2 separate regions of the Mus musculus genome follow, and region 2 is linked to region 1. Evidence: chromatin contacts called from public promoter capture Hi-C data. All regions are on one chromosome and are shown on one strand. The core of a region is the stretch at or near the end of the contact, and the rest is flanking DNA. Distances in the headings are between cores, read along the strand shown.

What was found. Promoter capture Hi-C pulls out the DNA fragments that hold promoters and counts their contacts.
Region 2: a contact with region 1 is called in a promoter capture Hi-C map of stem cell-derived epiblast-like cells, with 6 times the contacts expected there. The contact joins the promoter of Pax6 here to the promoter of Prrg4 in region 1. A contact is called at or near these places in 4 of 39 promoter capture datasets (cranial neural crest, embryonic stem cells, hippocampal neurons and 1 more) and 1 of 9 other capture datasets (liver).

What each region holds. Positions count from the first base shown.
Region 1 is chr2:104,846,067-104,853,413 of GRCm38.p6, reverse strand. It overlaps Prrg4 (proline rich Gla (G-carboxyglutamic acid) 4 (transmembrane)), which reads left to right and starts at 3,564. Exons shown (of 6, transcript NM_178695.5): 1 at 3,564-3,868; 2 at 4,214-4,338. The coding sequence starts at 4,236.
Region 2 is chr2:105,674,023-105,680,974 of GRCm38.p6, reverse strand. Pax6 (paired box 6) reads right to left here and starts at 5,231. Exons shown (of 12, transcript NM_001310144.1): 1 at 5,003-5,231; 2 at 1,086-1,165; 3 at 668-728. The coding sequence starts at 677. RefSeq lists a cis regulatory region at 5,617-5,751 and a promoter at 5,170-5,751.

The DNA.
Region 1 (7,347 bases), core at 2,315-4,814:
ATGGAAAGTATGGCTTTGCAAATGATTCTGCATAAACTGAGCATGAAAAAAAAAAAAGAAAACTCGTTTGGAACGCTATGATTACTTGAGCATGTGTTTACAAAACAAGCCAGAAAAGTTGTGTGGTGAACACCTGTAATACCAGTCCTGAGAGGGTAAGTGGGAGGAACAAAGCTTATGATAAGAAATGAGGGATGGGAAAAGAACTGATGGCAGCTGTAAAAAATGTAAGGTCCATGCGCACAGTGACAAGCTCTATGACAAACTGTGACAAAAGTCCTTATCACAGGGCCCTGGGGAGAGCTCAGAACCACACCATTTCAGGTTTCTAGGTGCCTTGAAAGGACGATAGGACTTTTTTTTATCAGAACATAGCTCTCATCACGGCTCATGAAAGGAAATAGATGACATTTTTCAGGATCCTTGATTTTTATTGAAATATTTTGCTACTTATATGATGGAATTAAATCTAAACTCCATCAAAAGTTTCCCACCAGGGCTCCCGGCAAACATATAAAACCAGTCTTTAACCCCTATGCAATAACTCCGAGAAATACCTTCGCACGGATACACAATTAACATTGAGGAGTAGGAGTCATTTCTTCTCTGCTTACTGATTTTACTGGGATAAATTAAAACAGCAGCCAGTTGCTGTTGAAATGTCAAGGCTAAATGTCACCAAGATGTAAGTTCAGCTCCTCTCCTATTCCAGAACTACAGTCAGCCTTACACGGAAGAGCTTCGTGACCACCACCCAAACACTTCCGTCACAGCCCTTGAGTCCATCCCCAAGCCCACACAGGAGCCAGTTCCCATTTCATTCTTGAATTCACATAGGTAAGTGGGTGGGTGTGTATGTGCTCAAACCCAGAGATGCGTTGACACATCATCCAAGTCCATTAATCTCATTGCTCTATTTTGCCCTTTTTTTCTTATTACCTTTGAAATTAAACAATCCTTTACCCATTGCCCTTCATTGCTTAATAATTCAGAGACAGGACTGGAAAGACTCAGGAACCTGGCTCCTTATGCGTTCACTTTGCCGTGCTTCAATGTCCTTCTGCGTGAAATGAGAATTAGAGCACCTGGTCCAGCTCTACTGATGGCAGAGAAATGCTTTCTGGAAGAGAACTTAAAATACTTTAGGACAAATAAAAGTGTAAGGATGTTGTGATTATAAAAAATAATAATAAAATAAGAAATCAAATGCAGAAGAAAATAAGTAAATAACAGAACAAATCAAGAGTCTGCTACTAACTCTCTCCTTCTCTCTTCCCCTCCCTGCCCCCCCCCCCAACCCCAGAACATCTTTCAGTTCCATAGTGGTCATGTATGTGTCCTGCCAAGTGCTATACCATTTTAGGGCCCATATCAAAAGGGAATGTGTAGCTTGTAAGCCACCGCTGAGAAACAATCTTGTCTTTTCTGACTCCCCTCACCTCACCGCCAGTCTATAAATGCTCATATTTGATGTGAACACAAAGCCTCCTTTGTTTCCGCCCAAATTTCCAGCGATGTGAGTAGGCTCATTCTACCAAGGAATGCTATCAGATTCCCATCTGCTGACTTCACTGCAGGGAGCTTCTCTCACTATGTGCCTCTCCCTAAAACAGTGTGAAGCTGACAGCAAGCACAAGACTTTCTTTCCACAGCTCAAGCCAGACAGAAGCCCAGCACTATGGAAGAAGCAATTAGCGTTTGTCAGCTTCCTTTAAAGACTCCTGTGACTCCTCATAGGGCAGGAAAAAGCCCGACTCTCAGGTGTTGGACAATGAAAACTGGATTAGATTGGGGAGAGGGGCTCAAAGTTAGGTAGGGAGGGAGGTGAGGATAGGTATGGGAGGAATTGGGAAGGAGAGGTGAATATGATCAAAATACATAGTATGAAATTCTCAAAGAATTAATAAAATGCTATTTTTAAAAATAGTGTGGCTGGGTGGTATTGGTGCATGTCTTTAACCCCAGCACTTTGGAGGCAGAGGCAGGCAGATCTCTGAGTTAGAGGCCAGCCTGGTCTGCATAATGAACAGCCAGGGCTAACAGAGAAACCCTATCTTGAACACACACACACACACACACACACACACACACACACACACACTAAATAAAAGTGAGAAGCATTTCTACTTAACAATAAATAGCTGCCACCTAACAAAATGTACTGAATATAATAACCAGGAGAGGCTTTTTCTGCGTACTGGAAAGGAAGTAACGAAATCTGCCCTTGCCCTAGTAGAACTTGACAGTCTACATTGTTAGATACAGATCTCAGAAAGACTCAGTTCTCCCAAAAGCAAAATGGTGTTTATCCCTCTCTTCCCAGGGCTTCCAGCCACAGGTTGTCTAAATGAGGGAGCAGGAGAATGGGTCTCCTGAGAGATACTTCCGATTCCTGTGCTCAACCATAAGGTATTTCTAGCTTCTCCACAGTCTGATCTCCACTGCTTAAGTAAGGTGAAAGAGCAGACTCCATTTTCCAGACCGCTTAAGCCTCTAGGGCGTGGGGCATGGATAGTGTTTGGAAGGAAACAAAAACAACGTCTGCAAAACATATGGAAATTCTTACTTGAATCCATTAATCAGAATAAAATAGATAATAGCCTTTCAGGGAAGAAAACAAATTTGGTGAAAAGTGAATTAACTGGAGACTAGAAAGGAGTGGGAATGCCATTTCACTGTGCTCTGTTTCAACTGTATGAAGTTCCAGGCTACTCTGGCCAAAGAGCAAAATTTAAATAGCGTTCCCAAGAGTAACAGCGCATGCTGTTTGGACATGAAGAGTGTGGTGAGACACTGTTCTCCTATCTTCTCACACCTCGAGCTCTGGGCCTCTTGAATTATTTTTAATTATATCTCTCACACAACATTTTTAAATAGAGAAATTTTCAAAATTTAACTTCATCTCATGACAATTAAGGGTGCTTATGCTCTTGCTGTTTCAAAAAAAAAAAAAGAAAAAAGAAAAAAACTCAACGAAAAGTTCAAGATCTAAGATTATTTGTTCAAGAAGGATGAACTTTTTAGCTGTCTGGGTATATGGGTAGCTACGGCCAAAGATATCTAATAAAAGCAGAAATATTCTGAGAACAAACACAATTTGTCACATTTTGTTTAAATTTACATACCGACACTAACCTAGTAGTATGGAAGATATTAAGCATCACAAGTATTCATCCACTGGAGGCTTATTAGTTAGCAGAGTGATGATATCATCACATGTCAAACAGCTTCTGGAAATTTCCACTGTAAACCCAAGGAGGGAAAGAATGAAAGTAAAAGAGGTGAAACCTTGCATTGTTGTCGTGGAAACAATTTTGACTCGGGGACATATTTGAAAGTATTTTTGTAGACAACCCAGACCTGGTGAAATACATCTGAGAACTTTGTAATTGCTATTAATTGATTTTTGGTCATGTGACAATGCAAATCACTAACAAAGTATATTTTCTCGGATGAATGCTATGTTCTCATCCCTGGACCACCCTGCGAGAACAGCTGACCGAAGGTAACCTCGGGAGGGCGCTCTGATAGGCCGCCAAAGTGTGAGCGTCCGGGTCTCAGTCGAGAAGGGCTGGGGACCGAGAGCGGGAGGTGGAGCGCTGCCAGGTGACCTCCTCGTCCGGTAGCGGTGGGAGTGGCTCCAGCACACAAGCTGGGCCCCGTGCGGCGCACGTTCCCCGAGCGCCCCTGCGCGGATCCTGGGCGCCTCTTTTGCGTCCTGGTGTCGCCTTGGAGCCGCGAAGAGCTAGGCTCCGACTGTCGCCGAGATCCAGAGGCGTCCGCGACTCAGGGCCAGGCCACCTCTCGGGCCAAGCGGATAACTCGGTTCCCGCCCAGGGGCTGCTGGAACATGCGCCCGGGGACACAGGTGCGGCGACCAGCGGCGAGGCGGGGCGGGGAGGAGTGGGAGAGTCATCCAGAGACGATGTCTCGACAGTGGCATTCCAGCACCTAGCTGCCTGTCAGCGTGGGCGAGAGTCGCGTCTGCCTGGGCCAGTGTCCGAACTCTCCTCCGCAGCTTCCCGGGAGTACCTTTTGTTCCCAGGCGCTCCGGAGGTGCCACCTGCCCGGAGCGCCTTGGGTCCCATAGATTAAGAGCGACCCGTGGGGTGCAACAGGTCGTTGTTGACTCAGTTCCGACTAAAACCCAACAGGCTGAGACTTGGCCTGCTTCTTTTCTTTTCTTTTAATGTCGTTGTCACTTTTGTTTTAGTTTGTTTGACAGTTGCTAGACTATGTTTCCACTTCTGATCGTACTCAGCCAGCTGCCCAGACTTACCCTCGCAGTTCCTCATTGTATCAGAAGCCTAAAGGATTCCGAACATGCCCCAGAAGAAGGTAAGCAAGCATGGCTGCCGATTGGGGGAAAACACTTCTGAAACCAGTTGCGGTCTACTGTGTAGATCTCAAGCCAAAGTGTGGTAGGGGGAATTACACGCCCCCGTGAACCACAGTGCAACAGCATATCCTATGTTTTAATTTGTGGCTTTCTTGTTTAGAGTTGTGGGTTTTTAACTATAATATGTACAAACGTATCTCCCTTAGTAAACAGATGTTTAACACCTGGTTTGTGGTTGACTAAATTGAAAGCCTTTTTCGAAGTCCGAAAGTCAGTGAGTTGTCGTTTCCTAGATGAAGCTGTGTGTTAGTTATAAAGAGGAAGGCTGCTTCTTGGAAGACTGACAGGGAGGCCAGACTCTTGTCAGGACTTGTTTGTGCACCGCTGGGAGTCCCCATATAGACAAGTGCTCTACCGCTGAGCCACATCCTGTCCCCTAGTCTGGATTTGTGAGATCCAGAGCAAGGGCTGGAAGGTAGGATGACCCTTCTGGTCATTGTTCCAAACGTTGTGTAGATAAAGGCAGATGCTTGAGAGATTAAGTGTAGTTTGCTGGCCCAGGATTTTCGGTTACAGGTCACAAATTGGTTCCTGCTTCCATTTAAAAAGCCTAACCTGGCAAAATCTGAAGTGAGAAGGAAAAAAAGAAAAAGAAAAAAAAAAGCCCTAGCTCTCCGCTTCCTTCCCCCTACTTAGTCACTGGCTTTTGCCACAAGCACCAGCACCTTGGGGTTACTCAACTCACACATTCCTGTCCTTTATTATCCCTTATCCCCTTTATCAGATCCAGTTCTCAGTAGGATCTGCCATTAATACTCCTGACAGACATTTTAATGATTGATGAAGTGTGCTCCCTCACTCCGTGTGTGTGTGTGTGTGTGTGTGTGTGTGTGTGTGTGTGTGTGTGTGTGTCTGTTAGGAAAGGGCAATACTTCGGCCTAAAGGAATCACATTCTAACGGTAAAGTTCTAGGCAATTTGAAGAGGCAAATTTGAAACATGAGAGAGGTTGTTAGAATAAAAGGGGTCCTTGTGTTTCCCCGAGCCCCCCATTATCCCTAAGTCTACCTGTAGTAATGGTCCATGCTCAGGTAAGACACAGAGACTGTTCTCTGGGATGGTTGTGAGTGCATTCATTTATACACATGTCAGGCACTGGAGTTACTGTCACAAACATAAAATAATCCAGAAGTCAGAGCCAAGTGCAGAGGGCTACAGTTGGTTGCAGGAAATGAAAATGAGTCAGGAGTCATATATAAGCACACTTTGTGTGTCAGGCCCTCTGCTGGCCGCTAGAGATGGAGAAAGGACTGTCATTCTTGACTTAGGAAGAGCTTTCTTCTGAGCCAAGAACATGAAGCCCTTCATTCTAATTCCATTTTTCTTTCTTTCTTTTTTTTTTTTTTCCATTTTCTATTAGGTATTTAGCTCATTTACATTTTTTCATTAAAAAAGTATTTAACAATGCAAATGATAGATGCTGTGCTAGATTAACCTTAGAATGAGGATATTTTTTGTTTGTTTTGCTTTGTTTTTATTAGATATTTTCTTTATTTAAGAAATGCAAGCCAGGCAATGGTGGCGCATGTTTTTAATCCCAGCACCTGGGAGGCAGAGGCAGGTGGATTTCTGAGTTCCAGGCCAGCCTGGTCTACAGAGTGAGTTCCAGGATAGCCAGGGCTACACAGAGAAATCCTGTCTCAAAAAACAAACAAACAAACAAACAAACAAGTGCAAGTCCCTGATCTAATTACACAATCAAAGCTTAGTGACAGAAGTGAGACGGGAAGGGAGGCCCCTGAAGCACACAGGAAGAGTAAGCAGCAGCTGCTCACGCTGGGAGAGCCTTGTGAGACACAGGCACAGGCAGAGCTTCCCATCTGCACATGAGACAGTCTCATGGGAATGCTAGAGGCACACTACCCCTCCCCTTATCTTCAGTCGGTGTGTTCCAGCCACCACACCACTCTCACCCCTACCCCTGACCTCCCAGCCCCCACCCCTCCACCCCCACAGATCCCTGAGACCTCAGATAGTACTAAAACCTGTGGATAAACCTGACATACCATCAGACATGGTCTGTTCAAAATGGCTAACAGGCAGGGAGTGGATGCTGTGACAGAACTAAATGGAAGGGCAGGAGCATATTACTCAGGATGCTGTGTGATTCTTCCATTCTATATGTTTAGGCATTGGCTGGCCTAGGGTAACTGAAACTATACAAAGTGAGATTGTAAATCTGGAAGTGATTATTACTGAAACTGAGGGTGGGGAAGGGAGCCCCCAGAGAGGTCTGCTAAAACTCTTAGGACGCTGTTGAAACAGAAGGATCTCATTTAGGAAACAGAAGAGAAGGATGGAATATCTTAGTAGTGCTTTTGTAACAATGGGCTGCATGGACAGGCAACCTCTTAGGAGCATTCAGTACAAGAGAAACACAGGCTCAAAAGTCATGCACACCCCCCACCCCCCACCCCCCACCCCTGCTACACACACAGTGGTCAAAAGGAAGGAAGAAGGTAGCAGCCCTCACTGGGAGCCCTGGGCACTCCAGGGAAGTTTGCTGCTTAACAAACAGAAGCAAACTTGACAGCGTTTCTCCTGAGAGCATGAGGCAAGCAGGGGAAAACGGAGCTGGCCTTGAAGGTTATATATAAGGTTAGCTTGAATGTTGTTATAACAGAAAAACTGTCACTAGGACCGGGCCTGAGGCTCCATGAAAGAGTGCTGGCCCAGCACATGTGATGCCCTGGCTTCCAGCTCCAGCACTGCCAGGAAAGAAGAGTAGGACATTAACACTCTGGAATAATGATAATAATAATAATAATAACAATAATAATAATAATAATAATAATCACAGAAATCATATTGCTGTCCCCCTTCCTCGTTTTTTGCTATCAACTTTGCTGTGTAGCCCAGGCTGACTTCCAGGTCAAGGTCCTCCTGCCTCACCTTCTCAAACGTTCCGCCTCATTATAGTTCTAACTAGAAGAGATCCCACAAAGTACT
Region 2 (6,952 bases), core at 3,982-6,481, 830 kb before region 1:
GCTAGTGCAAGGTTTATCCAATTCCTGACCCGCACAGCTTCCACTCTCTTCCCAGATCCAGGAAACCCTCCTTTCCAGTAAACCCTGTGAGGTTTACTTCCCCACTAGGGTACCAGCCCTGGGTGCTCCACTCCCCTTCTCTTCTAGGCCGGTAGCTAGGGTGGGGAGGGGAGGAGCTGGCCAGAGATTGACTAAGGGAGGGAAGCCCCCCCCACCCCTCAGGGTCGGAGGAATCGCACAGTCTTGGCCAAGCCCAAAGGGGCCTCCTTCTCTTCTCAGGAGAAGCCTTTGCTTCGCCCCGCCCTGCTCGGCCCAGCCCCTCTCTCTGGGGTCAGAGCCCGGGCAGGGGCGGGGAGGGGGTATGAGTTACAGGATTGGGGTGGGGGGGTGGGGTTTCTCTACCGCAGCTTCAAAAACTCGGGCGAGTAGTTTTGAAGGGCCCCAGCCTCTGCCCTTCTAGAACCTAGCAGAGCAAAAAAAGTCTCTCAGCTTTTCCTCGCGGGCTACTTGGCGCTCACTCAGTGTTGCCCGGATAGATCCCAGGCCACCTCCCTCCCTCTCTCCCAGTGGCTTGGACTCCTCAAGACCCAAGACTCAGTACGCTCCCCTAACCCACGGCCCGCACGCCTCCAGCCCAACAGTCCAGAGAAAGACCTGAGACACTTACTGTTCTGCATGCTGGAGCTGGTTGGCAGCCTCCGGATCCCACGGGGCTCGAATACGGGGCTCTGTTAGGAAGAAACTTGGAGTTAATCCTAGGCTTTGCACAGGTAGGCCTGTACTCCTGCTGAGGAAAACCTGGTGCCTGAACTGGAGAATCCCCCTTTTCTTAGAATTGAGCTACTCAACCGCTTGGGGCGATCTAAGGGTCACATAGTCTTGCCCCCATATGCATGCAAAATGTAATTTGTGAGCAGCGAATAAAATAATCCAACATTCACAATTCCCCGAATTTTTTAGTAGTTAACCCTTTCATCGGAAGAAACAGAAACAATGATCGGGTTTTGATTTGTTTTCCCACATGAACTACGGTCTTTAAAAAGTCCTTCAGATTTTGAAGCCCAAAACAGCACCATAAAACTTGCCTGAGAACTGGGATATACGTCCACTTCTAGAATAGAAGATCTCACACATCTGCTCACCGCCCTTGGTTAAAGTCTTCTGCCTAAGACAAAACAGAGAAAGGTGTGTCAAACTGGCCCAGCACATAGTTGGCTGTCTGTCTGCAGTCCACTTAAAGTAAATCTGAGGCTAGATCCTTCTGCCTAGAAACACCAAACCCACCCCAAGCTTCCAGTGGCCTCTCCCACTGAAATTTAAATGCTCAGGAAAAGGCTGTATTGGCTAGGCTTGGGAAAATGGGGAAAATTGAGTTGTGGGTCTCACTTTGCAAAACTACCAAGTACCAGGGAAAGGAGAAGGTTTAAACTAAAACATTAGAGAGGGGAGGAGAGACAGCGCTGGGGAAGGGAGTGTGCAGAGGAAGAAGGGAAGGACCTGGTGGTGCCTTGGGCCTCAGGTTAGGAAGTCTGGGTGAACCTCAGACCAAGCTCCCAACTTTCCTGAGGAGCTAAGCTCTCTGGGCACTCCTTTATACTTAACCACCCCCCCACCCCCCAAAAACGCTTTCCAGTCAGACCCCCACAGTCCATCTCTCAGCTCCTTCCTGACTGAGCAAGTGGTGAGCCTTTTACCCTAGATCTCATTTATTGTAGCTAACTTTGCTTTTGGTGTTTACATCTTCCTCTTTTCCTGTACCGTGACACAAGCTGTCCACCTCGCCTCGCTGTTTTAAAAAGTACAAACGGGAAGGGGGTGTAGACAAAGTCTACAGACACCAAACAATGGCTTTTATTCTGTGGCTCTCCCCAAACCCAGACAGTAAAGCCCAGGCTCTCAACCCAGCTACATCAGGTCCAAGCAAAGAAACCAACAACTCTGCAACTCCCAAAGGAAAAAATGAGGACTCCACTCACTGAAGTACTGACTTGCCACAGCGCCCCTCAAGGCGTCCAGTCCTCCGGGCTTTCCCTCAAAAAGAGGGTTCTTGGGAGTGAGGTGGAGAAAATAGTAAAGTAATTTCTTGTTATAAATATCTGGAGGTAATTGTGTTACTGGTGTGAGTTGTTAGGGGCTGTAAAAAGATACAAGGGCACCGTGGGGAGCTCAATTGGAAAGGGGGAGTTACAATAAAGAGCCCATTCAAGAGGATTGCCCAGGAAAAAGGGGGAGGGTTAAAATAATGAAATAGTCACAGCATCTCATTTAGTTTTATTTTTAAGAAATCATTCCCCCCCCCCGTTTTGTTTTGTTTTAGCTGTGATGATGATTAATTTTGCCACCCTGCAAAGAATTCCAGGGAATAGTTTTCTCTTTAAGGCCTTTTATGATTTAACTTTTAAGTAACTGAGAGGCAACTTAAATCCATAAGACCTAAGTCTAGGATGAGGACTTTCTCAGTGTCTGTTTAATGACTGAACATAGCCAAGGACTAGATACCATCATTGCGGTTAACTCCTACAGTCTCCTTCCTGTCTCTAGGCCAGTTCCTGAATCTATATCATGTCGCGAACAGATACCTCACCTAGAACAAAATGTCCATCATATATATATATATATATATATATATATATATATATATATATGACTCAAGCTGCAAAGGATAGCAGGTGTATGTGGAGGGTGTGTGTATGGAGGGTGTGTGTGTGTGTGTGTGTGTGTGTGTGTGTGTGTGTGTGGAGGGTGTGTGTGTGTGTGTGTGTGGAGAATTCTGTTTGCGACAGAAAACTTCCTAAGCTCTTCTCGAACCACATTTTTTACACAGCCTCATGTCTCCAAGCCGGCTCGGACCTCCGTAATACCATTTTAGAAAATTGTCTAGCTGATCCCCCAAAAGCTAGCTGATTAGTTTCCCAAGCAAGTGGGAAGGTGATAGCACTTCAGGTTCCGGTTTTGCTCGGTTCCCACCCTCCTCTCCTCTAAGAAGCTATCTAATTACCTAAGTAGTCGTTAACACTCAGTGCAGAAAGCACCCTGGGAAGCAGGGCACACCCTGCACCCGGAAGCAGACCTATTCTTAAAGAAGCTAGACCCCTCTGCCTCAGCCCAAACCCCTAGCCTAGGCTAGGTCTTTGTATTGCCTTGGAGGGGGTCATAGTCCTGCATCAGGAATGAAGGAGTATTCAGAAATCTCCAAGGCCACAAGGTCTGAGTCTCCAAGGTCCATTGGACCTCTGTCCTCCTCACTCCCTGACCCAAACCCAAGCCAGAACTCTCACACTATGCTATTGTTTCAATTATTTAAATTTCAAAACCTACTCCCGCATTCCAGAGCTGAAGTGTTCAGAGAAGCTTGGGTTCTCTCTTCCAGATGCCCTTCCTGGAAATTAGCAATTAGGGCGACAAAGTTTACCCTCCAGGGCCAAATGATTACAACTCATCAATTGCCTTCAAACATATGCAAAGATCCCCAGCAGCCCTGCTCCCGGTTAGCGGCAACCTCCTCCCCGTCAGCGGCAACAACTAACTATTCGTGCTCTTGGGTAAACCTGCTAGGCTTTCAAGGATTTTAGCTTGTCAGTTGTTTTTCTGATCCTATCTCCTCAGCCCTTCCCAAGTTCGAGTTTAACATCCAAAATGGCGAGAGAGAGAGAGAGAGAGAGAGAGAGAGAGAGAGAGAGCATTCACTTTGTTTTTAAACTTTTCAGAAAGCTCATTAATGAAAGGCCAGGTTTTTTAGCACTCGAAAAAGAAAGCATTTCCACTTGAAATTCAACTCCATTTCCCTCAATTACACTTGCTAAAATTCGAGGCTATTATGGCTCAGGGAGACTGAGGAGATCTGCCCCGGGAAAGAGGCAACAACTTTCTGAACTTTGAAAAGCCACTTTTCCTCCTGGGGTCTTAGAATCCAAAAGCTCTCGAATTACTCAGACTAATTAGCAGGGAGAGGACGCGATCCGAGGAGAGGGAAAGCCAGTGCTTTCTTGTAGTTTTTTTTTTCCCCCTTTAGGCCACACAAAGAAAAATATCAGTACACTCGAAAAGGGGGAGCAAACCGCCTTTCCAGCTCGAAACTTGTTGAAATGGCAACACGGGGTACAGCTTGGTCAATGGAGACACGGGAAAATACCCACCAAGAGCTGGAGGTGGGAGTCCACAGGACAGGGAACACACCAACTTTCGCAAGATAGAGTTGTGGGAAGCCGGGAGAGCTAGGGCGTTTGTTTCCAAATCTGAGCTCAGCGCTCGGCTGAGGCTGGAGGCGAGGGCCCTGGGGGGTGGATGGAAGCTGGCAGTCCTTGCGATCGGCTCGGAGCTCCCTCGCAGAGCGCATCCGACCGCCTCGGCCTAGTGGCTTCTTTCACCGCCCGCTCTCGCTCTGGGTCCCTCGTGGCCTCCGGCGCACGGCCGTGGTGCCCATCCAGACGGCTCCGGCTGGCGGAGGGCGCGATGACCCTTTGGTGCTCGAGTGCTGCGGGCAGTTCTGTGCCGGGAGAATCTTGCACAAAGCCGGAGCGCGGGCTGGCGGGAGGCGGCGCGGAGAGTCGGCTGGTTGGGCGCTCTTTGCGCGCTGGCTCGGCCCGGGCTGGACAAAAGCATCGCCGGCGGCTGCTCTCCGCGGCCTGGGGCACGGAGGAGCCTCTACGTCCCTTTGCGCTGACCGCGAGCTTTTGGAGGCGCTGAAGCTGAGAGCTGCGGTTTGCGGGGGCGCCCTGCAGCCTAGCTGCTCTCCGAGAGCTCCAGCCGCACTTGCGCTGGTGCAGAGCCAGCCGCCTGCCTGAAGATCCGCGCTGTTGTGGCTCGCGCGGACCGTCGCCCTCCGACGCGGGCTTTCGCTGGAAGTAGAAAGTTTGGGCTCCTGCGTGGAAACTTCTCAGGCCCAACTCTCCCGGCGTAGCAGTGGGGGAGGGGACCGGCGAGAGGGGAGGAAAGAAGAGAGGGAGAGACCTGCCAGGATATTGAAATATAAAGAAATTGAGAAGAAAGAAGCGGGACTCACCTTTAAGAGGCATCCTCTCTTTCGTCGTTGTCAAGGCTCCTGTCAAGAGTTTTGAGGGCTTTTTTTTTTTTTTTTTTTTTTTTTTTGGTTTTTGTTGTTTGGGTCCCCCCCCCCTGTTGTTGCTTAAAGACCACAACGGTTTGAAATGACGGTATTTTAAAGGAGTTGCTCGTGAGAGTTTTCTCCACGGACGCTGCTGGGTTGGTGTGTGAGAGCAATTCTCAGATCCCTGGGAAGAAGACAGAGATTGACAATAAAATGGGCTGTCAGCGGCTGGAGAGTGAGAGATAAAGAGTGTGGGGAAGTGGCTGCAGCCAGCACACCTATGCTGATTGGTGATGGCTCAAGTGTGTTAATGTGTGTGTGCCGGCGCCCGGCCTCGCCTCCACCGCTCCTCACTGGCCCATTAGCGAAGCCTGACCTCTGTCATCATCCTCCAGCAAAACACTTCCTCCTGCGCCTGAACCAGAGCGGGAAATGAGGCCGAGCCACGGTTCGCTTTTCAAACCCACTAATCACTCCGCAACATGCAAATGCACCGCTCGCTCCCACACAAAATATTGCTTTATGCAAAGCAGCGCCGGGGCCTCGCGCCAGCCGATTGGATGCTCCCTCTCCCTGCCTGGTGCAATTGGTCGGTTTGTTTGAATATGAATACACTTGTTTTCGGCTCTGCCGGTGGGTCCCGGCTTCTCTCTCCGGCGCTGGGCCCCCCGCTCCTAGGCTCTGGCGCTCGCCGAGGTCTCCCGCTCCATGCGCTTCGGCGGCCAGCGCTGCGGCCGCGAACTTGATCAGTCTAATGGAGGCCTCTGAGCTGGAAGCATGCTGCCCCCGTAACCCCAAGCTGGGCCAGGGGTTCTCAGTCCGTGGAGGTAGCAAGTTTCACCATCTCTACGAGGTCCTTTCTTGTACAGTGGCCTGCCGCTCCGCCCCATTTCACCCTAACTTCCCACCCCTTGTCCACCTCGGCCTTGGCCCCAGGACACAAAGTACAGCGGTGGCGGCTCTCTAGCCCACCTGACTTTTAGGAACAAGAGAAAAGAGGCGGGAGTGTCCCTGGATCCCAGCAGCCCCCACTCCGGCGATGGTGGCACAACTATGCCTAGGCCCGAAGAGGGCCTCCAGGCCGAGAACTCAGCGAGGCCCGGCGGTCACCCCAGCTCAGGCCTCCCGAGCCTGCCCATTTTCCCCCCACCCCACTCCCGCACCGCTGGCATTTTCTTCTCTTTCTGCTTTCCGAAGCCGCCGTGCTCAGCGGAGCGGACGCACTGCCCCAGCCTGGAGAGGCTCGAGTAAACACGCCACTTACTTTGTGTACAGAGGATTCTTGTGAAAAGCTCTGAAGAGTCCTCACCAAACACTCTCCAACTTCTCCCACGTGCCATTTGTTGACTAAGTGCGGCTGCTTTTCCAAGCCATCGAAAGGAGGGGAAGACAAGAGGGGAGGGGAAGTAGTGGAAGCCTGAGGGTGGGGGTGGGGTTTGACCAATGCTGGGAGAGATTCTGCAAGTGTGTGTCCTCGCCGGCTTTCTTGGTGTGTCAACGTGTGTCGTTGTGAGGAACCGGTTATCTGTGTGTGGTGCTTATGTATCCCCGCCAAGACTCCCTTCTCTTGGGTCAGCTCAGTCCACGGAGGCAATTCCCCTTCAACTGTTGCCAGAAAAACGGCGAGGACAGTAAGTAAATGGCTTTTCCCTCCTGACCACACACCAGAAGTCCATTTGTTGAATGCCGGACATTAGGATACACCTCAGTACACTCCAAAGACGTCCCTTGGAGTCTGCAGTTTAGGTGACAGGGGAGCAGGCAGCCGCCTTGTCCTGAGCTGTCCGGAGCTATCTCGCAGCCTGCGGGCCTTGGAGCCGAGAAGTAGAAGGCCTGAGATCCGGAACACACTCAGAACCCAGCAAAGGGAAGTGGGGTTGGCAAAGATCAGGCAAGGAGGCCGAA